6 separate regions of the Mus musculus genome follow, and regions 2, 3, 4, 5 and 6 are each linked to region 1. The links are chromatin contacts, called in public ChIA-PET and HiChIP or PLAC-seq maps. All regions are on one chromosome and are shown on one strand. Each heading gives the region's core, a stretch centred on a gene start, on an enhancer-like site or on the middle of the called end of the contact. The rest is flanking DNA. Distances are from core to core; before and after follow the strand shown.

Evidence for each region. ChIA-PET counts read pairs in DNA pulled down with a chosen protein or histone mark. HiChIP or PLAC-seq counts read pairs in DNA pulled down with a chosen protein or histone mark.
Region 2: an H3K27ac HiChIP or PLAC-seq map of acute myeloid leukemia shows a contact between it and region 1, with 2.6 times the contacts expected there. The contact joins two enhancer-like sites. A contact is called at or near these places in 1 of 115 datasets of contacts at active chromatin or transcription factors (acute myeloid leukemia) and 1 of 9 other capture datasets (embryonic stem cells).
Region 3: a contact with region 1 is called in a BATF HiChIP or PLAC-seq map of CD8 T cells, with 5 read pairs. The contact joins two enhancer-like sites. A contact is called at or near these places in 2 of 115 datasets of contacts at active chromatin or transcription factors (CD8 T cells and effector CD8 T cells) and 1 of 9 other capture datasets (embryonic stem cells).
Region 4: an RNA polymerase II ChIA-PET map of effector CD8 T cells shows a contact between it and region 1, with 15 read pairs. The contact joins two enhancer-like sites. A contact is called at or near these places in 2 of 115 datasets of contacts at active chromatin or transcription factors (CD8 T cells and effector CD8 T cells).
Region 5: a BATF HiChIP or PLAC-seq map of CD8 T cells shows a contact between it and region 1, with 6 read pairs. The contact joins two enhancer-like sites. A contact is called at or near these places in 2 of 39 promoter capture datasets (cranial neural crest and liver), 1 of 484 Hi-C or Micro-C datasets (embryonic stem cells), 2 of 115 datasets of contacts at active chromatin or transcription factors (CD8 T cells and effector CD8 T cells) and 1 of 9 other capture datasets (embryonic stem cells).
Region 6: an RNA polymerase II ChIA-PET map of memory CD8 T cells shows a contact between it and region 1, with 5 read pairs. The contact joins two enhancer-like sites. A contact is called at or near these places in 2 of 484 Hi-C or Micro-C datasets (the HPC-7 cell line and bone marrow-derived macrophages), 1 of 115 datasets of contacts at active chromatin or transcription factors (memory CD8 T cells) and 1 of 9 other capture datasets (embryonic stem cells).

What each region holds. Positions count from the first base shown.
Region 1 is chr2:128,498,066-128,501,362 of GRCm38.p6, forward strand. All of the region lies in intron 2 of Gm39928 (a long non-coding RNA gene), which reads right to left. Among named protein-coding and RNA genes, the nearest start is that of Gm39927, 22 kb to the right of the region's middle. Within about 2 kb of position 1,701, at least 46 of the 459 cell types and tissues checked have an H3K27ac peak or open chromatin away from gene starts, as enhancers often do. A contact at or near this core is called in CD8 T cells, acute myeloid leukemia, effector CD8 T cells and 1 more, where this site is marked.
Region 2 is chr2:128,006,534-128,010,260 of GRCm38.p6, forward strand. It overlaps Acoxl (acyl-Coenzyme A oxidase-like), which reads left to right. Exons shown (of 18, transcript NM_028765.3): 12 at 3,544-3,633. Among named protein-coding and RNA genes, the nearest start is that of Bcl2l11, 120 kb to the right of the region's middle. Within about 2 kb of position 2,373, at least 89 of the 459 cell types and tissues checked have an H3K27ac peak or open chromatin away from gene starts, as enhancers often do. A contact at or near this core is called in acute myeloid leukemia, where this site is marked.
Region 3 is chr2:128,059,407-128,062,921 of GRCm38.p6, forward strand. The region is part of intron 14 of Acoxl (acyl-Coenzyme A oxidase-like); the gene reads left to right. Among named protein-coding and RNA genes, the nearest start is that of Bcl2l11, 65 kb to the right of the region's middle. Within about 2 kb of position 2,150, at least 74 of the 459 cell types and tissues checked have an H3K27ac peak or open chromatin away from gene starts, as enhancers often do. A contact at or near this core is called in CD8 T cells and effector CD8 T cells, where this site is marked.
Region 4 is chr2:128,151,181-128,154,494 of GRCm38.p6, forward strand. The region is part of intron 3 of Bcl2l11 (BCL2-like 11 (apoptosis facilitator)); the gene reads left to right. Among named protein-coding and RNA genes, the nearest start is that of Gm14009, 17 kb to the right of the region's middle. Within about 2 kb of position 1,326, at least 77 of the 459 cell types and tissues checked have an H3K27ac peak or open chromatin away from gene starts, as enhancers often do. A contact at or near this core is called in CD8 T cells and effector CD8 T cells, where this site is marked.
Region 5 is chr2:128,085,574-128,089,110 of GRCm38.p6, forward strand. Acoxl (acyl-Coenzyme A oxidase-like) reads left to right here. Exons shown (of 18, transcript NM_028765.3): 16 at 786-856. Among named protein-coding and RNA genes, the nearest start is that of Bcl2l11, 39 kb to the right of the region's middle. Within about 2 kb of position 1,603, at least 26 of the 459 cell types and tissues checked have an H3K27ac peak or open chromatin away from gene starts, as enhancers often do. A contact at or near this core is called in CD8 T cells, where this site is marked.
Region 6 is chr2:128,025,582-128,029,259 of GRCm38.p6, forward strand. The region is part of intron 12 of Acoxl (acyl-Coenzyme A oxidase-like); the gene reads left to right. Among named protein-coding and RNA genes, the nearest start is that of Bcl2l11, 99 kb to the right of the region's middle. Within about 2 kb of position 2,385, at least 14 of the 459 cell types and tissues checked have an H3K27ac peak or open chromatin away from gene starts, as enhancers often do. A contact at or near this core is called in memory CD8 T cells, where this site is marked.

The DNA of each region.
Region 1 (3,297 bases), core at 451-2,950:
CAATGGGGGAGGGGAGCATTATACAGCTGGTCACATTCTGCAGTCAGGGAGGGAAGAAATGATCACTGTGCTCAGCCCCCTTCCTCCTTTTTATTTTATTTATTCCAGGCCATGGGATGTTGACACCCACACTCAGGATGGCTATTCCCTCCTCAGTTAAGCCTTGCTGAAAACACCTTCCCAGAGATATGTTCCCATGTAGGTTTTAAATCCCCTAGTCCTGCCTTATTGTTTTACAGAACAAAACCTAAAGAGCATTTTCACTCAAAAAGGGGGAGGGGTCATTTTGTCTTTAAAACCCTCTCACGGTTATTTTCAATCACTTCATGACATCACATCTTTTATCCATCCGTACAGCCAGCTGAGGCTTCTGGCAGGCACAGTGCACGTCCTCCTCTGGTAGCATTGGTGTCTGTGCATGCTGGTCTCTCCACCCCATAGTCCCCCACAATCAGCTGAGACGCCACCTCTCACATCTCTATCGCACTTTTCTATCCTCCCATAGCATCCTCTTGCCCTTGTTCCTCTGTGTCCCACCACCTTGAAACCATTACCCGGGCCATCTCCCCCTAGTAGGCAGAGGATTCTTAGATCTGACAGTTCTTCTCTTTCACCTTTTCAGCAACTCCTACCTTCTCCCACCTATTCCAGCCATTTTTACAGAATCACTCCTCCTGCCTCCACCCACCTCCCTGTGACTCAAATGTGGCAATTGTGTCCTTTCTGAATTCACCGGGTGTGCTCCTTTAATAACTCGCAAGGGGAGATTTCTTGGTAGAAATCAGTTGGTGTGGAAATAGTAGCTACGTTGAGTAACAGATTCAGATGCTTATCTCATTATAATGGGAGTTCTTAAGGCCAGATTAGCTCACAGGAGCCAGTCGGTTGTAAAACTGCTATAACTGGTGGCTGGTATGTAGTATACAGCCCCTTCAGTGATGGCTTTATTGTTTTTGGATCTTTGTCATGTTTGTAAAATTCATTGTGTCCGTGGGTGGAATCTATCACTGTTAGTTGAAAAGCACACAACACTTAACTTAGAACCCAAGTCACAGAACAAGAAGAAGTTCTGAGTTCACTTTTCACCTTCCATGACCCAGATCTGGAGCTGGAGAAGCTAGCAACCTGGAGGCACCAATGGACACTACAGTGGTTAGCTTAACAGTCAAACTTGACACAACCTAGAATCACCTGGGCTGAGAGTTCAACAAAAGGATTGTCTGCACTACTTTTGCCTGTGGGCTTGTTGGCGAAGGGCTGTCTTAGGTTAATTGATGTGGGGAGACCCCGACCACTGTGGGTAGTGCCATTCCCTAGGCAGGGAGTTCTGAACTGTATAAGAATGGATAAATCAAGCTGAGCACTAGAAAGCAATTGAGCAAGCATGCATTTATTTTCTCTCTGCTCTTAGATATGGCAAGACCAGCTGCCTTGAGTTCCTACCTTGATTTCTCTGCAGTGATAGACTGGACTGTTAGTTGGGATTTCAAGTCAAATAAAGTCTCACTTAAGTTACCTTTTTTTGGGGGGGGGCGGGGGTGTCAGGGTATTTTATGACAGCCACAGAAATGAAATTAGAACACAAAGATAGCTCACGAAAGACTGCTTCCCCACAGCCACAGGACCAGGAGAAGACAGCCTAGAAAGACAAAGGAACCGCAGTCACACCACTTCTGCCAAATGCCATCAAGAAGCTGTGGTCTAGTTGCTACCCACACCAGCAAAGGCTCTGAGTGGGGAGCCCAGACTCACGGCTACCAGGCGTCACCCTAACCCTCTGTGAAAAGGAAGCTGAATGGGAAGCGTCTTCCATATTCCAAGCAGCATGAAGCCCCTTTGCCCTTGCAAGGTGCCACTGGAGACCGTGTGGGAAGTGTGGATCACCACGATGGTTCATAGCAAAAAGGCTGAGTGGGAAGTCGAGACCTTCACCAGAGCCCCGTGGCGATAACATCAGTGCCCTCCCCCTCCCCCAGCTTTTCAAGTGAAGAGAAAGAATGAGTCATTTATGCCCCTTTCGCAGGAGGAGCATCAGCAGATAGCAGAGGTGATAGGACGGTGGGATCAGAACTATCTGACAGAGATCCTAAAGCAACTTCTATGAAAGAGTGCTTCTGCGAGCATGTGCAAGCACAAGAGTACCAGAAGTCAATGGGAAACTGTAAGAATTACCAGTGTCATTATCACTGTCTTCCTTTTGATGTGTACCTATTGATGTGATAAAATACCCTAGCTAAAGCTACTTAAAGGAGAGTGGATTAAATCTCATCAAAAACCAACATCCAGGTATTTATTATAATACCACTTTTTTTTTGACATTAGAATCTTGTAAAAGTAATTTCTTAGTTCTGAAACTAAGACCTGAAACACCACATAAACCTTTGAAAGACCACCCTTTTTAATATATTAAAATTTGATTGTTAATTTATTCTTGGCTGTTTTGTAAATAATAAGAGAAGAATTTCATTTATTTAGTTAGTTAGTTTCACCATTTGTATGTGTGTGTGCTGTGCATGCATGTATATGTGCATGCATATATGCAAATATGGGCTATTAAATACATGTTTGTATGCATGTATGTGGAAGCCCAAGGTTAACATCAAATATCTTCTTTGTTATGAAGCTAAGTCTTTCACTGCACCTGGAGCACATTGTTTTTATAAATCTTTCTAGCCATCCTGCTAGGCCTCTGTCTCTAACTTCCAGGTGGCTCAATTATAGAAAGTCTGCCATGCCTGACTAAGTTTTTCATGGGTTCTAGAGATACAAACTCTGGTTCTCACGCTTGCATGGAAAGTACTTTTCCTGATAAGCTGTTCTCAAAGCCCTGAGAAGAATGTTTTTATAGAAGCTGTATTTAACACTGTGTCCTGATTTGACTTGAATATGGGCTGTGGACTAAGTAAGTAAATAAAATTTTGATCAAAAAAATAAAAGGAGAGTGGATTATATTTATTGATTGGAATTATAAAAGTCCATCGTTAATTCATAATTAATTATATAAGAACTATTAATTAATAGTGTATGCATGCTACTTTCCCATCTCAGACTCATTTTTCTCTGTAAAGTCTTTCTCAGGTAGTTCATCCACCTGCCCATCTTAGCAAGCACCTGCCAGGGGTGACACCCACCATCTAGTTCATAAGTACCTAGTACTTAGGTGAAAGTCTCTGTTAGCAGAGGCAGAGCACAGGGAAGGACTGGATACAAGAATCCAGTTTACTATGATGTAGTTTTCTAGCATTGTCTCTTCACTGACTGTCACCCTCTGTAAAATCAAGCTTCCCTGGTCTAGGC
Region 2 (3,727 bases), core at 1,123-3,622, 490 kb before region 1:
GTTACTCAGTCTCACACAGCAAGCAGGCGAAGGAGCAAGAGCAAGACCCCCTTCTTCCAATGTCCTTATATTGTCTCCAGCAGAAGGTGTAGCCCAGATTAAAGGTGTGTTCCACCACACCTTTAATCCCAGAAGACCTTGAACTCGGAGATTTAATCTTCTGGAATCCATAGCCACTATGCCTCAAGATCTCCATACCAAGATCCAGATCAGAAACTTCTATCTCCAAGCCTCCAGATAACAGTCACTGGTGAGCCTTCCAATTCTGGATTGTAATTCATTCCAAATATAGTCAAGTTGACAAACAGGAATAGCCACTACAAAGAATTACATTTTCACAAAGAGAAAAGATGGCCAATGCTTAGCTGAATAGCAATAAATAAATAAGAACCCTAATTAAACATAGCAAATGAGGACTGGAAGATGGCTCAGTGGATGAGTCACTTGGCACTCCAGCAAGAAGACTGGAGTTGGCATCTTCAGAACTCCTTTGAAAGCCAGGCAGTTGCTCTGGCCACCTATAATTCCTGGGCCCAGGAGGCAGGAACAGCAGAATCACTGCAACAAGCTGACAGCTAGATGCTGTTGTCTAAACAATAAATGCCCCCCATAGGCTTCTATATGAGAACACTTGGTCCCAGTTAGTGGCACTGTTTAGGAAGATTATAGAGCCATTATGTCCTAAAGTTTAGGAGGTGAAGTGGTCACTGGGAGTGGGCTTTGAAGAATGACTATTATGGAAAATGCTGGAAGATAACAAGTGTTGGTTAGAATGTGGGAAGGGAGGGACCTCTGTATGTTGTTGCTAGGAAAGTAAATAAATGAGTGCAGTCATTAAGGAAAACAGGGGGTACTGGTTAGTTCATATTGTTCTTCCACCTATAGGGTTGCAGACCCCTTCAGCTCCTTGGGTACTTTCTCTAGCTCCTAAGATGAGGATCTTAAAGCCCACACCCAGTGACACACTTCCTCCAACAAGGCCACACCTCCAAATAGTGCCAATTCCTGGATCAAGCATATTCAAAACACCACAGAGAGGTTCCTAGTACCTTAACCCTCAGGAAATGCATACTCACCCTGAAAATCCCTTCCCACTCTCCAAGGTTTATATAGCCCTTATTCACCCCAAGTAAAATATATGTGCAAGCCATTTCAATAAATTCTGTCTAAAAGAGCTGTAACACTGAAATCCTTGTAGAAGGCCCCCTCTCCCCAGCCAAACCCACAGACCAAGAGCCTGCTGACGTACTGAACCACAACATTGGTTAAAGGTATAGAATTAGAGCTAGAAAAAGGAAGTGAATTTTTAAGAGATTAGTTAATAATGATACATTGTATTCTTCAAAAATGTAAAGAGTGTGGGTGTTATATGGTTTTACCATGGGAGTAATAACCACGTGAGGTGGTGTGTTTGTTAATTAGCATTGTTGTATCTCTGTGTGTATATACTTAAGAATAAGTTGTACATGATAAAATCATATGCTATCTGCCAATTTTAGAAGTGTGTTTAAAGGACTGGAGGGATGGCACAGTGGTTAAGAGCATTTGCTGCTCTTGTAGAGGACTGGAATTTGGTTCCCAGAACTCACATGGTGGCTTATAACTGCCTGTAACTCCAGTTCAAGGGGATCCAATGCCCTCTTCTGGCTTCCCTTGGTACCAGGCATGCATATGGTGCACATGGGGACATTCAGGCTAAGCAGTCATATACATAAAATAAAAGTAAATGCATTTTTAAGAAAGAAAGAATGAAGTCCCACTGAGGGTAGGGAGTTGTTTGGTTTGGTTAATGTTTTTAGGGCTGGGGTGGTGGCTCACTGTTCAGCACATTGTTCTTGAAGAGGGTACAGCTCCGGTTCTCAGCACCCATGTTGGGTGCCTCACAGCTGCCTGCAACTCCAGCTCCATGGGATCTAGTCTCTTCTGGCTTCTGTGGACACCTGCTGTGGTGTATACACACACACACACACACACACACACACACACACACACCAAACAAATTTTAAAAGGAAGGAAATTGAAATTAAAAAAAAGAAAAAAAAAGGAAGTAAGAAAGGAAAGGGAGGAATCAAATAAGAGAGGTGAGAAAAGGAGAAAAACAGGAAACAAGACTCTTGAAATAAAGGGGAAGAGGAAACGATACAAGAGTGTGTGTGTGCTGGGGCGTTGTAAAGTAAATGAACAGATAGGGGAACCCAGACAAGTGGGAATTTTGACTTATACAAAAAAGGAAGTGAGAAATGTAAAGCGTCTGAGGGTGAAGAGAAATCTGGGTGTGAGCCATGGGAAAAGGGAAGTGAGAACTGAGAGAGGGGGAGATCCGGTACAGTGGACACTCAGAGTACAGCGGATACAGAGGGTACAGCGGGTGGGAAAAGGGAAGTGAGAAGTGAGAACTGAGAGAGGGGTGATCCGGTACAGCGGACACTCAGGGTACAGCGGGTGGGAAAAGGGAAGTGAGAACTGAGGGGAAATTTGGTACATCGCTTAGGGCGGGTGCGGTGGGTGGGAGACGGGAAGTGAGAAATGTTAAAGCTATGGGGGAGGCAAGGAAGCCAGGTGTGAGCCATGGGAAAAGGGAAGTGAGAACTGAGAAATGAGAAAGGGGGTTATCCTGTACGGTGGGTATGGCCAGTATGGAGGATGGGAAAGGGGAAGTGAGGATGTAAGATAAATAAGGGGGAATCCAGATAAGCCAGAAATCTGAAATTTAAAAAAAAAAAAAAAGAGGAAATGAGAAATGTGAGAAAGGAAACAAACCAGATGAAAAAGGGAAGCAGGACAGAGGAGCGGCAGAGAGGCCTTGGCAGGAGAAAAGTTCCCAGGCCAGAGATATGCCACACTCCACTCACGTTGGCCTGGACCTGAACCTACGTGCTCCAGGGCCAGTTCTTTATGGGAGGAGACTGACAGCACTTAGGTAACTGTGAATTGCTACCTTAGAAATAGGATTTTAAGAAGTGAAAAAGAGGAAGAGGAAGTGGAGGAAGAGGAGGAAGGGAAGGGAGGAGAGGAGGGAAAGGAAGAGAAGGAAGGAGGCAGGGAAAGACAGGAGGAGGAAGCTAGAAAGTGTGAGTTGACAGAGCAGAGCAGTTGGTCAATGTAGAATTTTTAACCTGCCTTCCAGTACTCTTCAGCGTTTGGGGGGGGGGGTGGTTCAGGGTGGAGGGAGGCATTGTTCTCTTGCAGGAGTAAGCCACTAGTAGAATTCTGAAGAGTTTGAAAACAAAGCATATTGGTGTGATTAGTTGAAATCTTTTGGTTAAAAATGAAATAACCATTTGTCAATGTTTTATCAACAATGAAGACAATACCCAAAATTGTATGTGTGACCTCAAAGCTAATGTGATATATTGATAATATGATATAATGTGATATATTGAAATTATTCTGAGTAAGAGATACATTGTTACTTTTTTCCTCTTCAATGATCTGTGCTTTTAATTTTAAGGGAACTAATTTTCCCATGTAATGATGTCATTGCAAATTAAAACACTTTTTTCTTCTTTCTCTCCCTTCTCTCCTCCTCTTCCTCTGCAACAGGGTTACATGATGGAAACCAGAATCTCAGACCTGAAATGTGACACAGATGTGTTTGTAACCTTTGAAGGTGACAATGTGGTCATGCTTCAGGTAAGGGTTAGGACACAGTTATTCATTTTAAACAGCACACTTTTCAAGACCAAGAATTATCCAAAAAATCTGAAGTGTTTTGTACATTTTATCT
Region 3 (3,515 bases), core at 900-3,399, 440 kb before region 1:
CCTGACCAAAAAGAGAGAAAATCTTAGTAGGAATAGAAAAGAATTTTCTTCACTTTGAGAAGGACTCATCTATATGTATTTCAGAGTCCTGTCAGTATAACTGGCAGGAGGAGGCAGAGAATCAGGGACAGAGAAAGATAAAGGGAAAAAGAGAGAAGGGGAGGGAGAGAGAAAGGAAGAAGATGTAAAGATTGTAACAAGAAATAAAGCTGCCTTGACTCTCGGGTGGAATAGACCTTTTTATTTTTTGGTAGAAGATTTAAATCAATGCTAGTAATGTGGTTGAGTGGGTAAAAGAGTTTTACCCACAAACCCAGAGACCTGAGTTCAGTTTCCAGAACTCTGTAAAGGTAGATGGGGGAACCAATTCCACAAAGCTGTTCTTGGACCACATATCCTGCATCAGGCACACGCACATGTGTGTGCATGCGCGTGCACACACACACACACACACACACACACACACACACACGCGCGCGTCAATGAACTAAGAACATGAAAAGAAGACCTAAAAGAACTTACCAAACAGAATTCTACAAGATCCAAAAAGCAGGATATGATTGTAAGATGTAAAATTCAATATTCAACACAAAGCTTGTTTGTACATCCTCTCAGTAGGCAACAGGAAAATAAAAGTCAGTTTATAGTATACTCACAAACATGAGCATCTTATATATATATATATATATATATATATATATATATATATATATATATTCAGCAGTGAAAATTCCAAAGCATAAAAGACCAGTGCACAAAACACTACATAATATGCACAGAGTAAGTCAAGAGATATTAACAATGGCAGGACACATATCTTGTTAGTGTATGAGACTTAACGTTGCCATGAGATGTCCCACGCCCCCTTCAGAGTCAGCTCCACTTCAGTCAAAATCTTGGAAAGAGTGTTTGTAAACTTACAAACTCACTTGACAGTTTATATGGAAATGCAAATGATGTAAAATAGCCCACAGAACTTTGAAAAAAGTGGAAGTCACTGAGGGCTGGTGCCAACTGATTTCAAAGCGTGTGCCGAGACTGTCCTAGTCCAGGCCTGAGGACGTTGGCAGGAAGTTAGGCAGACCGGCAGAGCACTGCCAGGCCCACTTAGCCCACATATTTGCCCACTCAAATTCTCACATGAAATAAATTAAACAATGAGGAGGATTTTTTCTTTAAATAGTGAGAAAAAGTAGATTCTGAATGAAAAAGAAGCAAGCTGTGGTCTGTTTCTTACTCCGTGCACAAATGTTTATTAAAGACCAACATAGACTTGAATATAATCAGGGGAACTGTAAAATTTCCAGAGAAAACAGAAAAGCATCACCAATATCTACTGGAAGCCATGGTAAACAAAGATTTCTTAGGGAAACACAGAAAGCACCAATTGCTTACATTAGCTATTGATAAATTGCTGTTGTCTGAAAGACACACATCAGGGCAGAGGCAAACACTAAACCTGGGGGAGGGGAGGAATTACTTGCAGTGTCTGTCTGTGTCTGGCAAAAGGTTTTATCAGAATGTGTGAAGAACCCCCAGGATGAAATAATGAAAAAGATATGATCTAAGAAAAGTTTTCACAAAAAAACTTGAAAAGACACCTCATAAAAGAAGATAAAAGAGGAGCTAATGAGCACGTGAAACTTCGCCTAATCTTATTAGTCATAGAGAGCTAGAAATCAAAACCACAAAGAAGAACCAACACCCACCCACTGACGCATATCAACTGAACTGCTAGATGCCACTCAGCCCCAGGGGTAACGCAGGGCAGCGCTGGCTCTCATAACTAAGACATTCTAAATGCAATCATAGAAGCTGAGGATGCAACGTGATGTTAGAGCATTCATTCACTACCATGCACAAGGCCCTGGGTTCAATTACACACACACACACACACACACACACACACACACACACTCATACACAGTGAGAGAGAGGGGGGAGAGGGAGAGGGAGAGGGAGAGGGAGAGGGAGAGGGAGAGGGAGAGAGACTCACACACAGACACACACACACTAGTTTGGAAGTCTATTGTAATGTTAAATGTACACTTATTCTATGATCCAGAAATTCTGTCCCTAGAGATATGGCCAAGAAATGATGCTACATGGTTCATAAATAGCCTTATACAGGAGTGTTCCTAACAGCTCTATTAATAACCCCAAGTTGGAAACTGGAAACTGAATGTTTATAGATATGAAACTAGACAAGTAAACTGTGGTTGGCTTCACATAGTGAATCATGTGACGCAGCATGTGTGAGTTCTACTGACATGCTTAGTGATGTGAAAGCGTGTATACCAGATACCCCATGTATTCGACGGTCGAGGAGGAGGAAAGCCAGCTGACGGTGATATAGTGCAGCAGTCACAATCAGAGAGGGAGAGGGTGGTGCTGCATGCGGAAGCACAGAAGTTATCTGGGGAACTCTGTCTCTCAATTGAGTGACATGATTCCAGGGGGTATGTACACATATGAAAGAAATCACTGATGAGTGTTGTTTGTGTGTGTGTGTGTGTGTGTGTGTGTGTGTGTGTGTGTGTGTGTGTGTATTGAGAAATGACTTGGTTATTAAAGTCCTCACGCAGCCATGAGGACCCGAGTTCAAGTCCCAGGATCTGATGTATCACACACCCGTAGTCTTAGTGCTGAGGAGGCAGGAATGATGCTCTCTGGGCCTTTCTGGCCAGTCAGTCTTTCCAAAGCGGGGAGCTCCAGGTTCAGCAAAAGAGTCTGTTTCAAAAAACAGACTGGAGGGCAACTGGGGAAGATCCTGACGTGGAACTCCTGCCCCCACGTGCATTCACATGGACGTATGCATGCGCGTGCACCTCCTCCAGACACTTAAAATATCACTGAGCTGCAAACTCAAGGTTGATACAGGTTTCACATCTAACAGTGCATGTGCTATATCTCAGTGACAGGACTTGAAGGTCTCACTCAAACAAGCCATCCCAGTGGCTAGGATGTGTACCGGAAAGTCATTGCAGTTTTCTACGTAAGTTAGAAACAGTGAGGTCCAACAGGTGGCCCTATTTGTCTCGACTAATGGCATCGATGAGGATTCACTAGGGTCTATCCTGTGCTGGGATCTGTGTTAGACACTTCAATGTCACATGGAAAAATAGTAATGGGTCCCCAGGCTACCCAGCAGCATAGAATCCACATAGTCAGACTGGTGACAGGTCAGACTGCAAGAGATGCCCAGTGGAGGGCCAGTTCTGGCAGCAGACAGGTAAGCCCAAAGAGCCTAGACATTCTGCTGGCTTCTTGATTTGAGGCCAGACTTTGGGAAACAGGACTTTGGTGATCTGGTGAGGATGGGCCAGTCCTCATAGACCTATAAAGTTCCATGGAGATCTCCCAGATCAGGGTTGGCACGGGGACAGATAAACTGGCTCATGCAAGAATACCCTCTCCAAAGGCAGTAGACAGATCCCTGTGGTCAGTTGAGGTCACAAACCTCAGTGATGTTCCTACCACTGTGAGCTTGGACTAGATGAACTAAACCAATAAAG
Region 4 (3,314 bases), core at 76-2,575, 350 kb before region 1:
GCTGTGCCTTCTGAAAGATTTTCCTGATTGTTATGCCCAGGCGCTGTACCAAGCCTTCTAAACCTTGGTGTCTACTCTGCAGTGTGGTACCCATCTGGAAGACTTAGGAGGATGGCAGGGGCTCTTCGGGGAGCTGTTCAGGGAGTCAGTGGGTCCAGAGAGAAGCTCAGAGGGACTGGTTGTTGGAAGGTCATGGAGAAAGCAGGCAGTTTGCGTTTAGCTGAGTGCTGAAGGGTCATTCATATCTTGCAGCCTATGTTTGAAGCCTCTTCGTCTTCGTGTCAGGGATGCGTCAATGTTCGACAACCCCATTTCACACTCATCTCCCATAGCTGTCATCAGGGCCGTCTCCATGGCTCAGCTGCCGCTCTTATACCCATACCTGGGCCAGGTGACATCAAGTGCATGTCACATAGTCCTCAGCACCTGTGGGCACTAATTATGAAAGATGTCCACTTGTGGGTATTTTGGCCATGGGCTAGGTTGCTGGGAAAGGCCTGTCAGCCCTTTAGGGTAGCTGTTGAGGGGATGTCCTCCAAGTGCCCAGCCTAAAGCTAAGACCCCTGCAGATGGGACAGTGAGTGAGTGGAAACCCTTTGTCTGATCACAAGAAACACCTTTTGGTTTACACTGCTTCCTTCCCCCTTGGTCTGGGACATGTGCAGGCATGAGTTGATTGGAGTGTACACAGACAACAGGAGAACCCAGCATCAGATAAAGTGGAGCTAAAACGGGGGTCCACACAGATCAGCTTTGATAAAACACAAGTTTCACTAAAGCAATATGCACAGGAGCATTTGTATACTTTAAACTTGAAGCCTGTCCGTCTCGCTTTCCTAAGAAAGGGAGCCCACTATGCTATCTGACTCCGTGCTTTTAGAAATGACGGTGGTTCCTATAAATCACCAACAAGGGAGAGGCCGAAATTATAGCTTGCTTGGATGAAACCAACCAGAGATGTGTGGCCTCGGGCCATGTTCTCCAGAGGCCCTCATTAATTGAAAGCTGGAGTTTAATAAGATAAGTTGCTTTCTTAAACTGTTGCCATTAAAGGCATGAATATCAATGTAAAATCACACTAGATCTGACTCACGGAAGGATGGGGTCTCTTCACATGGTAGTCGCAGGTCCCTCTTGTAGCAAACGCAGTCACTAGGAGGTAAGGTGAACTGTTATCTGCTCTTGTCTGTGACACAATTGTGTGTCGCAGTTGGAGGGAGCGGTTGGGCATTTTGGTTTTAGGCTTTGTTCATATCTGAACTGAACCACACATGCCACCTCTGTTTAGTGACTGGAGGTGGCGAGTGCTTCGGTTTCTCCCCTGAGGCAAGCGGAAAGAGCTGTGTTATTCACTCCATAGCATTGAGCTGCTTTTCTGAATGAGGGTTCCCTGTAGCTACTGAGGGAGGGCAGCTTGGCTCGTCAGCAAGTGCACCCCATCCAGAGCCACGGGGTCTACTCTAGTGTCGGATGCTGAACCCTGCGTGCTCGAGAATCTGGGTGCCATTATCACCCCGTTCTCTGTCACGTTGAGTGGTGCCAGGAACCCTGTCCACCTGGCTGCCTTTACATGCTTCGGACATGCTTTTGAAGCAAGTGCGTTGGACCCTACAGGCGCAGGCTGCATCTGTCTGGGTGTAGGCAAATATGAGAGGAGACTGAAGCACTGGGGTGTGTTCGAATGGCTGGCGGGGTGTTGGGCTAGACATCCTTGTGTTGATCTACACCACACACCACGTGTGAGGGTGCTGTGGGGCCTGGCAGGTGCTACACCTGCAGGGCTACCCGGCCGTTGTGGGATAGGGAGCCGTGAACGTGCAACCAAGAGGAGGTGCAGGTGCCCGGAGGGGAACTTCAGGCAGGTTCTCAGGGTAATTTTTTTTTTTTTTAAATCTCTGGAGGAGGAAATGAAGATGCAAAGAAAGGACGGTTTGGCCCTTCTGCAGACACATAAAAATAATAAGGTGATTGCATCATCCCTTGCCTAGACTTCACCTCGCTGAACCAAAGCAGGAGGTTTTAGTTGTGGTTAAAGTGTGTTACATCCCACTTAGCATTTCAGAACAGCATGTTCCTGCCCTGAGTTGAGTATTTTGTCCCTCGTAGCTCTCACAGGAGACATACTACCAATCTTGAACCCTGTTTGGCTGGCTGTAGAGCAGGACCCGCTTCTGGTTCTGAGGCCAGCCTGGCAGGATCCCCACCAAGCAGAACTGTGTGTCACACCTCCAGGGTGGGTGGAGAGATAGCCTCCCGCTGTGAGTGAGATTGTGAAGTGGTTTCTGTGTCCCTATAAAAGGCCTCCACTTTTAACAGTTACTGCTATACGACGCAGAGGAGATAGGATACACGTTTGGTCCTTGAGAATATTTGCAGTCTGTACATAACTGTCAAGCCAGCGTGGCCATGGTAGATCTGTGACGACCGCTCAGCTTGCTTGCTGTGCTGGGGGGTTGTGGGGGGAGCACATTTGTTCCTCTGATGTTCAGAGGCATTACGTCATACCGGTAGGGTGCCTCTTGTGCACTGTCTCCAGCCGTCTCGTGATCGCTAAGCTATGAGACCCAGGCTGTTTAGATGCACATGTTCTCTTTGTGGCAAATGGGAAGTGAATGCAGTCCCTGGGCAGCCGTTGCCTGGCCTCGAGGCAGCCGTGGGCATTGAACCAGCATGGAAATCTCAGTAAATTCTCTGTCTGAGGGTGGAGAGAGGGGAAAGGCCTCATGGCTGCTATACTCAACATTGTTTAGACGGCTGGGTTAGGATCCCATAGAGGCGTGGTATAGCTGTGTTGTGGGTACCCCTCAGCCTCCTGGATGGCTCACTCAGTGGTGAGGATGGAGGCCGGTGCACCATCCAGGAGGACGTTGGCATTGCCTTCTCAGGAGTCAGCACCTACAGCAGAGACTGCCAGAGTCCTTCCTGGTCTCACAGTCCAAAATTCAGTTTCCTATGATTACTTGCCTTACATGCAAACCTGTTAGAAGTTTAAGACTCTTCAGTGTGGGCATTGTATGTAAAACACCCATCCAACGGAGGGTGTGCCTATTCTCGGACGCTTTTGTCTCTAAGAACTTGGGATAGGATACTGTCAGTCTATAAAAAGGACTTATTTATTCATCTTTTATTTATGTGTATGTGCGCATCATGTGTGTGCAGGTTGTTCTCAGGACAGAGGGCAGTGGAGCCCCTAAAACTAGATGTACAGGCAGTTATGAGCCATCTGAGGGTGCAAAGAACCCAGGTACACAAGAAGAGCAGTATATGCTCACAGCCGTTGAGCTGTCTTTCCAGCCCAACACCACCATTTTTGC
Region 5 (3,537 bases), core at 353-2,852, 410 kb before region 1:
CTATCCCTGTCAAAGGAAGAGGACTGAAGTTCAGGGATGGCAGGGAATTATCTTACGCAAACACCTTCAAAAGTGAAATAACACAGTCAAAACCACAAGTAGGGGAAAAAGAAAAGTCTATGTGCTTACTTAGATAAAAACCAGTGCTCACATAGCAGGCCTTTGATGAGAGACTGGCCTTAGATACAGAAAAGAGGAAGGTACTTTATAGAAACTGTAGCATGCCCAGAACCAGTAAGGCTAATTTAAATATCCATTAAAATCTGTTCTATGAGCCATCTTGTGTTTTCCTTAGCCATTCTGTTGGAGAAAGTTGAGGAAAAATGACTAACTACATCTGGGGAAGTCTGGGGCTTGCTTGGGTCAACATCTGGGGACATATTATGCTTCAACCACATAGTGAATTAATGCAGTGGAAATCACTGTGGAAGAGGGTAGTTAAAGGTAGATACCAAAGGTACCAAGGCTGTTGGGATTCTCTTTACGGAGTCACTGGAATGGAGATTGAGTGTTTTCTCAGGATGGCTCATGCAGTGGCTGAACCTAGGACTTTCTGGTGGTTCCCACGGATGCGGGCTGGCCTTGTGATCTGCCTAGCCCACTGTGGGGAAGTCACTGACACGGATTTCAGCCCATGTAGTGAGCAGGCAAGGAACTCTACATGCCCCCAAGCAGCCACACCCAGCATGCCATGTGTTTTTGCCATAACCATGAGGTTGTCCCCCACATGGCAGTGCTGGCAGTCCCCAGGGAGGCCACTCACCTTTCTGTCTCTTCCCTTCCAGTTGCACTAGAGCAGTTCACGACGGCAGTGAGGCAATGTCCCAACAGGGAGGACCAGGCTTTGCTAATGAAGGTAGGTTATCAGCTAAATTCTTATTTCCTTAAAGCCTCCTAGCGTTTTTTGATTGCCCGGAGGAGAGCACCGGTTTTTGTTTTTTTTTTTTTTTTTTACAAGCGGGAGTAAATTTATCATCTCTGAATTTTGTGCTCCACGGGGATACACTTGTCAGTGGCTGGCGGGAGGGTGGCTGGTTAATGAGCACAACCACAGTCTGTGGAACACAGAAGTGACAGGGAAGTGGGTGTCGACAACTAGCAGGGAGCCTACGTGATTCTCAGTGGACCTGGTTGGTTTTATTTAAACTTCTCTGACAGTCTCGATTCTTTCAGCAGATTTATGAGACTTGGCCAAATTCCATGTCTCCGATTTATACTTTTTAATTAAGACAAAGAATCCCACACCTTCCTGGTTGGCCCCATCCTCCCTATCGTCACCAGCGGGAATGCCATACAAATCAGACCACTTGTGTCAACTGTCGAGACAGTCAACTCATGTCTTAGGTTCTTTGTCCTTGAATCGAAAACAAACTCCTTTTCTTCTCAGGAATAACCATTTTATCTCTTCCCTGATGGCATGGACAGAAGTGCGGTATAACCTATATTTAGGGTGTGCATTTAGGAGAGCCGATAAAGGTCAGGCAAACAGCCTGTGCAATCTTAATAAAAACTGTGTCTGAAGGCAAGAAAGCGGCTCGCAAGTGTAGAGACACACGCACGTTTCCACTGATGACTAAGCCTCCTGTTTTCACCTAGAAATGTACATACTGACCTTGAACACCAGTGTTTCCATGATGTCATTTCCATCCTGTGCCTTCAGGAAACCGTGTATACCAGGAGTTGCATTTCTTTACCTAAATACAGTTTCTTTACCAGGTGTCTTCTGACTTGAGAAATGGGTGGGAAAAAAATAGGATGTTACTCTTAAGGGATTTTTCAACTCATTTGCCTAAGGGGTGATATTTTTGGTCTGTCTATTTTTTTTGTTTGTTTGTGTTATTTTTTTAACTTTCAATGATGCTTATTTTATAATAAGGAAGGTCTGCTGATTCCAAGTGTTGAGTTTATCTGGGAAGCCCAGTTCATCTGAGTCCAGGCTGTGTGAGGCCCTGACTTGGCCTGACAGATTTAAGCACATGAGATGTTTTGGTAGTCTGAGGTCTCCCACACTGATGTTCATTCCCTGCTATGAGCTCCATGCCTCAGCCTGTCCTTCCAAGGACTGGTTGGTTTCCTGTGACCTTGAAGCAGCCTTGGTCACAGACACTCACCTTTTATCCATTATCCATTCATGGGTCAAGACACAGAACCTTCGTCCTCTTCCTTTGCATTCTGTCCGGCATCTTCTCTCTCTCCTCTCCTGATCACCTGGACCCCTGTTCAGGGGGAGAGACTACTGGGTTCCATTCCGTCCTGTAAGTGAGCCTCACTGAAACTTATGTGGGCATCTCAGAGGTGTTTTCAGAGAACAGAACCACTAAGCTCAGGAGGCCACACCATCCGGCTACTTCTAGTTGCCCTTGTGGTCATGTGTCTGAGTCCCTCTCTCGATTTCTTCTGAGCTAAGACAAGTGAGTAAAAACAGAAGCTACCTGAAGGCCACCCCTCCTCCCAAGCTGCCTCCTGTTGCCTCTCACGGCTGCACCAGGAGAGACGGCTCCTTTAGTCCACTTGGTTAGACATAAACACTTGGACTTGGGAGAAGGTCAAGCTTTCCCAAGATGTTTTGGAATGTGTGCACCTCTCAGGATTTTGTGTTTTCCTTCATGTTTCTTCAGACTGTATGACCACACTAACTGAGAGAGCTGTCTGTGGGTGTTTTTTACAGTATCTTCGAGATATTTGAGCAGGCCTCATCAAAGAAGTTTCACTGAACAAAAATGTGTGCTTTGCTCATATCTACGAAGACTACTTTGTAATTTTTTTTTCAAGAGATTGAGGTTTCTTTCATGTCACTTAGGAGAGGCCACCATGTGGGTGTGACAGGAATGTGTAGGATTTTTTTGTGGATATGTATAAAAGGATGTAAGAGAACAATAGATCATTTTGAACACTCAATCAGCTGACCCTTGATGTTCACTTTGGTGTACTTGGAGTTTATATGTAGTAAAATTCTTTTGTGTGTACGTGCATGCATGCATGCATGTGTGTGTGTGTAGTTGAGTATTTTGATCGTATTTGTCTCCCTCCCCCAACTCCTCCAAGATCCATCCCCCTTCCCAGCAGCTGTCAATTGCCAATAGCTCCTTCCCTAGGGGTGGGAGCCCAACTGTGTGCCCAACTCCCCTTAACTCCCCTCTCCACACTGGGATTTGGTCTGTATTTGCACAAGTCTTTTGCATGCTGTCACAAAACTGTAGTTCATATGTGCAGCTATCCTGCTGTGCTCAGAAAACACTGTTTGGGTTATCCACTTTCTGGCCCTTACCATCTTCATATAACCTCTGCTACAATGATCTCTGAGCCTTGAAAGGAGCAAGTGTATTATAAATATTCCATTCAGAGCTGAGCATTCCTAAGTCTCTAATTCTCTGCACTTTGGACAATTGTGGGTCTCTATGTTAATCACCATCTGTTGTGAAATAGAAGCTTCTCAAGGCCTTCACCTTCCAGGCTTCCATTCCTCCCTTGGATTATAGAAGGTTGAGAATTCATTGACCTGTATGTTTAATGATAAGTCATTAGGAGTCAATTTAA
Region 6 (3,678 bases), core at 1,135-3,634, 470 kb before region 1:
TCATTGGTGCTTGTAATGTGGCTTGTATTTAATTTTATCGTTTATAGTTGGACAGATCTATAAACATAAGGTGTTTATATCTAGTTTTATATTTGAGTACGTTTAAGTAACATAATTTGAAACAAGCTAAGTCAACATTGCAAGGGACTTTTTTTCCCCCCTTCAAGAAGGTTTCCACATTACTCAAGTTGAAGAAAACTTGAAAGGACTCGTTTTTTAGCAACCTCCCTGGTGTTATTTATTTATTTTGTCACAGATATTAAGTCTTGTTTGCTTTTCATTTTCAGTAATAAAAATTGTACACATGTAATGTTGGAGCTGTGGTCATGGCCAGGTCCTGGGTCTGAGGAGGGGACTGACATATGGCCATGGACACGAACACAGGAACCTGATGAAGGCGAGGGACAGACCCACAGGAGACATTTGAGATGTGGTGGGGGTGAGGATAGGGAAACAGTGGTTTGGGAGGGGCTCTCATTTGCTTTGGAGAATTTGGTCTTAACTAGTTGTTAGTGGGGTTATTGATCAGTACATGGTTCTTGGAAGTGTGGCTAAACTGTCAGCACACCTGTCATTCTCCATGGTGACCTCAGGCCAGCTCTATAGCCCATCTGCTCTCAAAGCCTGACCTTCTTCCCAGAAGTTGGCTTCACTGAACTGACCCTGTAGTTGTTCCTGGGTCTCAAAGCAGCCACCTCAAATCTGGAGAAGGGCAGAACCTTAGGAAGCACTCTGCCCCCAACCCTCCATGAATCCTCCAGCTGGACTTCTCTATGGTCTTTTTGGCCAGTCATAGTGCACACATCTGAACTTGGAGATTTGGCTGCGCAGACCTCTCAATAGGAAAGGGTTTGGACCCAAACTGAAGATCCGTGGGGTATGGAGGCATTGCATCAGCTGTTTGCAGAGCAGACCTGCTCCTGAACTGGCCTCCATGGCACAGGGTGAACTGACCGGACACACCAAGTGGGTCCTTTTGGGTAATAACATAACTGGCAGAACTGGGGGCAGGAAGGACCCCACTCCGCCAGTTTCTGTGAGTCATCAGAAGATAACTAAGCAGTAATCTCTACCTTCAGGGCCAGGTGGGTCCTTTAACAACTGCAGCAGTCCCAGGGTGCTCGGAGCGTGGTAAGGATTTAGATAATCTGAGGTCCTTTTTCCTCTTCCCAGGGCCTACAGCTGCTGCTTAGCTCTCACTGGTAGTTGTCCTGGGGAATGTGGATACAAGTGTTCCAGAATTTTCAGTTTTTCAAATGGCAAGCACAGTATTTTTAATGTGGAATGGCTGGCATGGTGGTATCAAACCAAGCTTATCTACCAGGAGGGATGTGAGCCATCCACATAGTAGGCACAGGCCCTTGGCTCCCAAACAATTCTCCAGGATGTTTCTGCTCTGAACAGTAGCTCTGGGTACTAATGGAAAAGGTTGGTGGTTCCTTGGGGAGGGCAAAGGACCAGGATTGAGCTTCACAAGTTACTGTCCTTAGGTCCATGATATTCCCAAGAGATGGCCTCTATCATCTGCAAGTTCCCTGGATTGCGCGTAACTATAAGAAGCTGCAGAGTGGGGGTGGGGTGGGGAGTTCTGGAGGAATGATGCTCACTTAGGATAGACAGCTGGGCTCTGTTTTATTCACACTGTGAAATCTCTGGCTTGGCCTTTGCCTAGAGAGTGGGCGGGGGGGGGCATCACCTGAAATATACATAGGATTGTATGTGTGTGTATTATGTTCTGTGTTGCCATAGACACCTAGGTCACAGCATGAATGCAATTATAATGTACTGTGGCCATCCTGTACATATAAGCCCCATGTTTGTCCCCCTACACCCAAGATGGCTTTGGTTTTTATACAGTGAGCTGGGTTGGTCACCAGTCATTAGTTAATGCCGTTCTCTGGCAAGGAACAGTCCAAGCACATACCATGAAGGGGAGTTGGGTGTGGCCCTGCTGTAATAGTTAAAATAGGACCTGCATGCTGTGGTGGGGCTCAAACTGTACTGCCATGCATGTGAGGAACCGAAGAGGGAGAGGGGGAAGGAAGGAAAGGGCCTGTCTGTCTGTCTGTCTGTCTGTCCCCTACTGCCATACAGCACTTTCCAACAGACCTGCACACATGGAGGCATCAAATCATAACTGCCATGGTGCACTTTCAGAGTCTGCATCAGAAGCCCCAGTAGGGAACAGCCACGGGCTTTCCCAGCAGCCTCTCTGCCTTCTGAGGCATTCTTCCTCCCACAGCCCTGGAAGTCATATTTCCTGCCCTGTCCTGGGCTTTAGCGAGTGACACCGAGGCAGTAGCACGGACCACTCGCAGAAGGGCAGAAGAACCCCACTTGGTTTTCTGTTCTCTCCTCACTCCTTTTAACTTTGCTCTTGCAGCATGATGTGGGCCCCTGAAGCCACAAGCACTTCCGCCTTGCTTGACTCTATTGCTAAGCACGGTGCAGACCCCAGTGTGACCCCACCGCCCGCCTGCCGCCTTGCCTGCCCGCCGCCTGCCTGTCCCTCCCTTCTCCCTATGGGGTTATCTAGAAGTTTCTCCTTAGACTCATATTTTCTATTCTAATTGGCTCAAATGTTTCTGTCTTGGCAGCAAACCTTCCCAGTAAGACTTTTTACTCCAAGTTCGCAGTACCTGGCAAGAATCAGTGAAATCTTTAGCATGTGGAAATGCAAAGTTGATTCACAGATGCCTTGAAAAACGATTTGACCTAAACACACACACACACACACACACACACAAAACAACAACAACAACAACAACAAAAAACAAAACCCAAACCCTTATATTGGTGTTACACAATCTGTGTTCCAGGATGCATGCGATATTTATTATATGTGTGTTTCTGATGTGTGTTTCTGTACAGTTTCTCACACTCAAAGTCTTCAATGTTGGCTACAGATTAGCTTAATTCCTCTTGCAAATGGGTCCTGGTTTTTGTTGTTGTTTTGGAGTTTTTTGTTTTTGTTTTAAGAAAAAAAAACCTGGTATCTTTGCTGACTATGCAATCACTAAGAAAGGACTCTTGGGTAGGCAAGAAAATGGGGTACTCACATGCAGAACCAGAGACCTGTATAAATTGCCACAGACACAGTCCTTAAACAGAAATTGTATCACAACCTCCCTTAAGGAGATTTGGTATAAGGATAACACCAGACTTGGATAATTTTTTTAAAAATGTATGAAAGAATATATTTTAAATAATGAAATCTCTACTATAAAGAAAATTCTGCTGAATAAATGTTGCAGAATTTCCTGGATTTGAGATGCACTTGTGCTATACCTGAGGTCCATTCAGGGGTGGAGGTGTTGGTGAGAGAATCTCTCTGTCCTACCTCATTTTTGTAACTTCTTGTGAATCAGGGATGGTTCTAAAGTGGGAAATCACACTAATAGTATAAGGTGAGGAAAATATAAAACATGGTATATTATCATCAGGAACATATCTCACAGGTGGAAAATCCCACCTTAGCTGCATGCTTAGCTAAGGTATCTGCCCCATCTTGGCCACCTGTTATTTTGTCTGATACAGTATTGGATCTAGAGACTGTAGCCCCCAAATCTTAGTGGCTGAGAACTTCTATAAAGGATCAGTCTTGACTGCCTACTACATTGGACTTGAGAAGCATCTGGAAGATTATCAAAACACACCTGGGTGTGGCTGTAAGCGGTA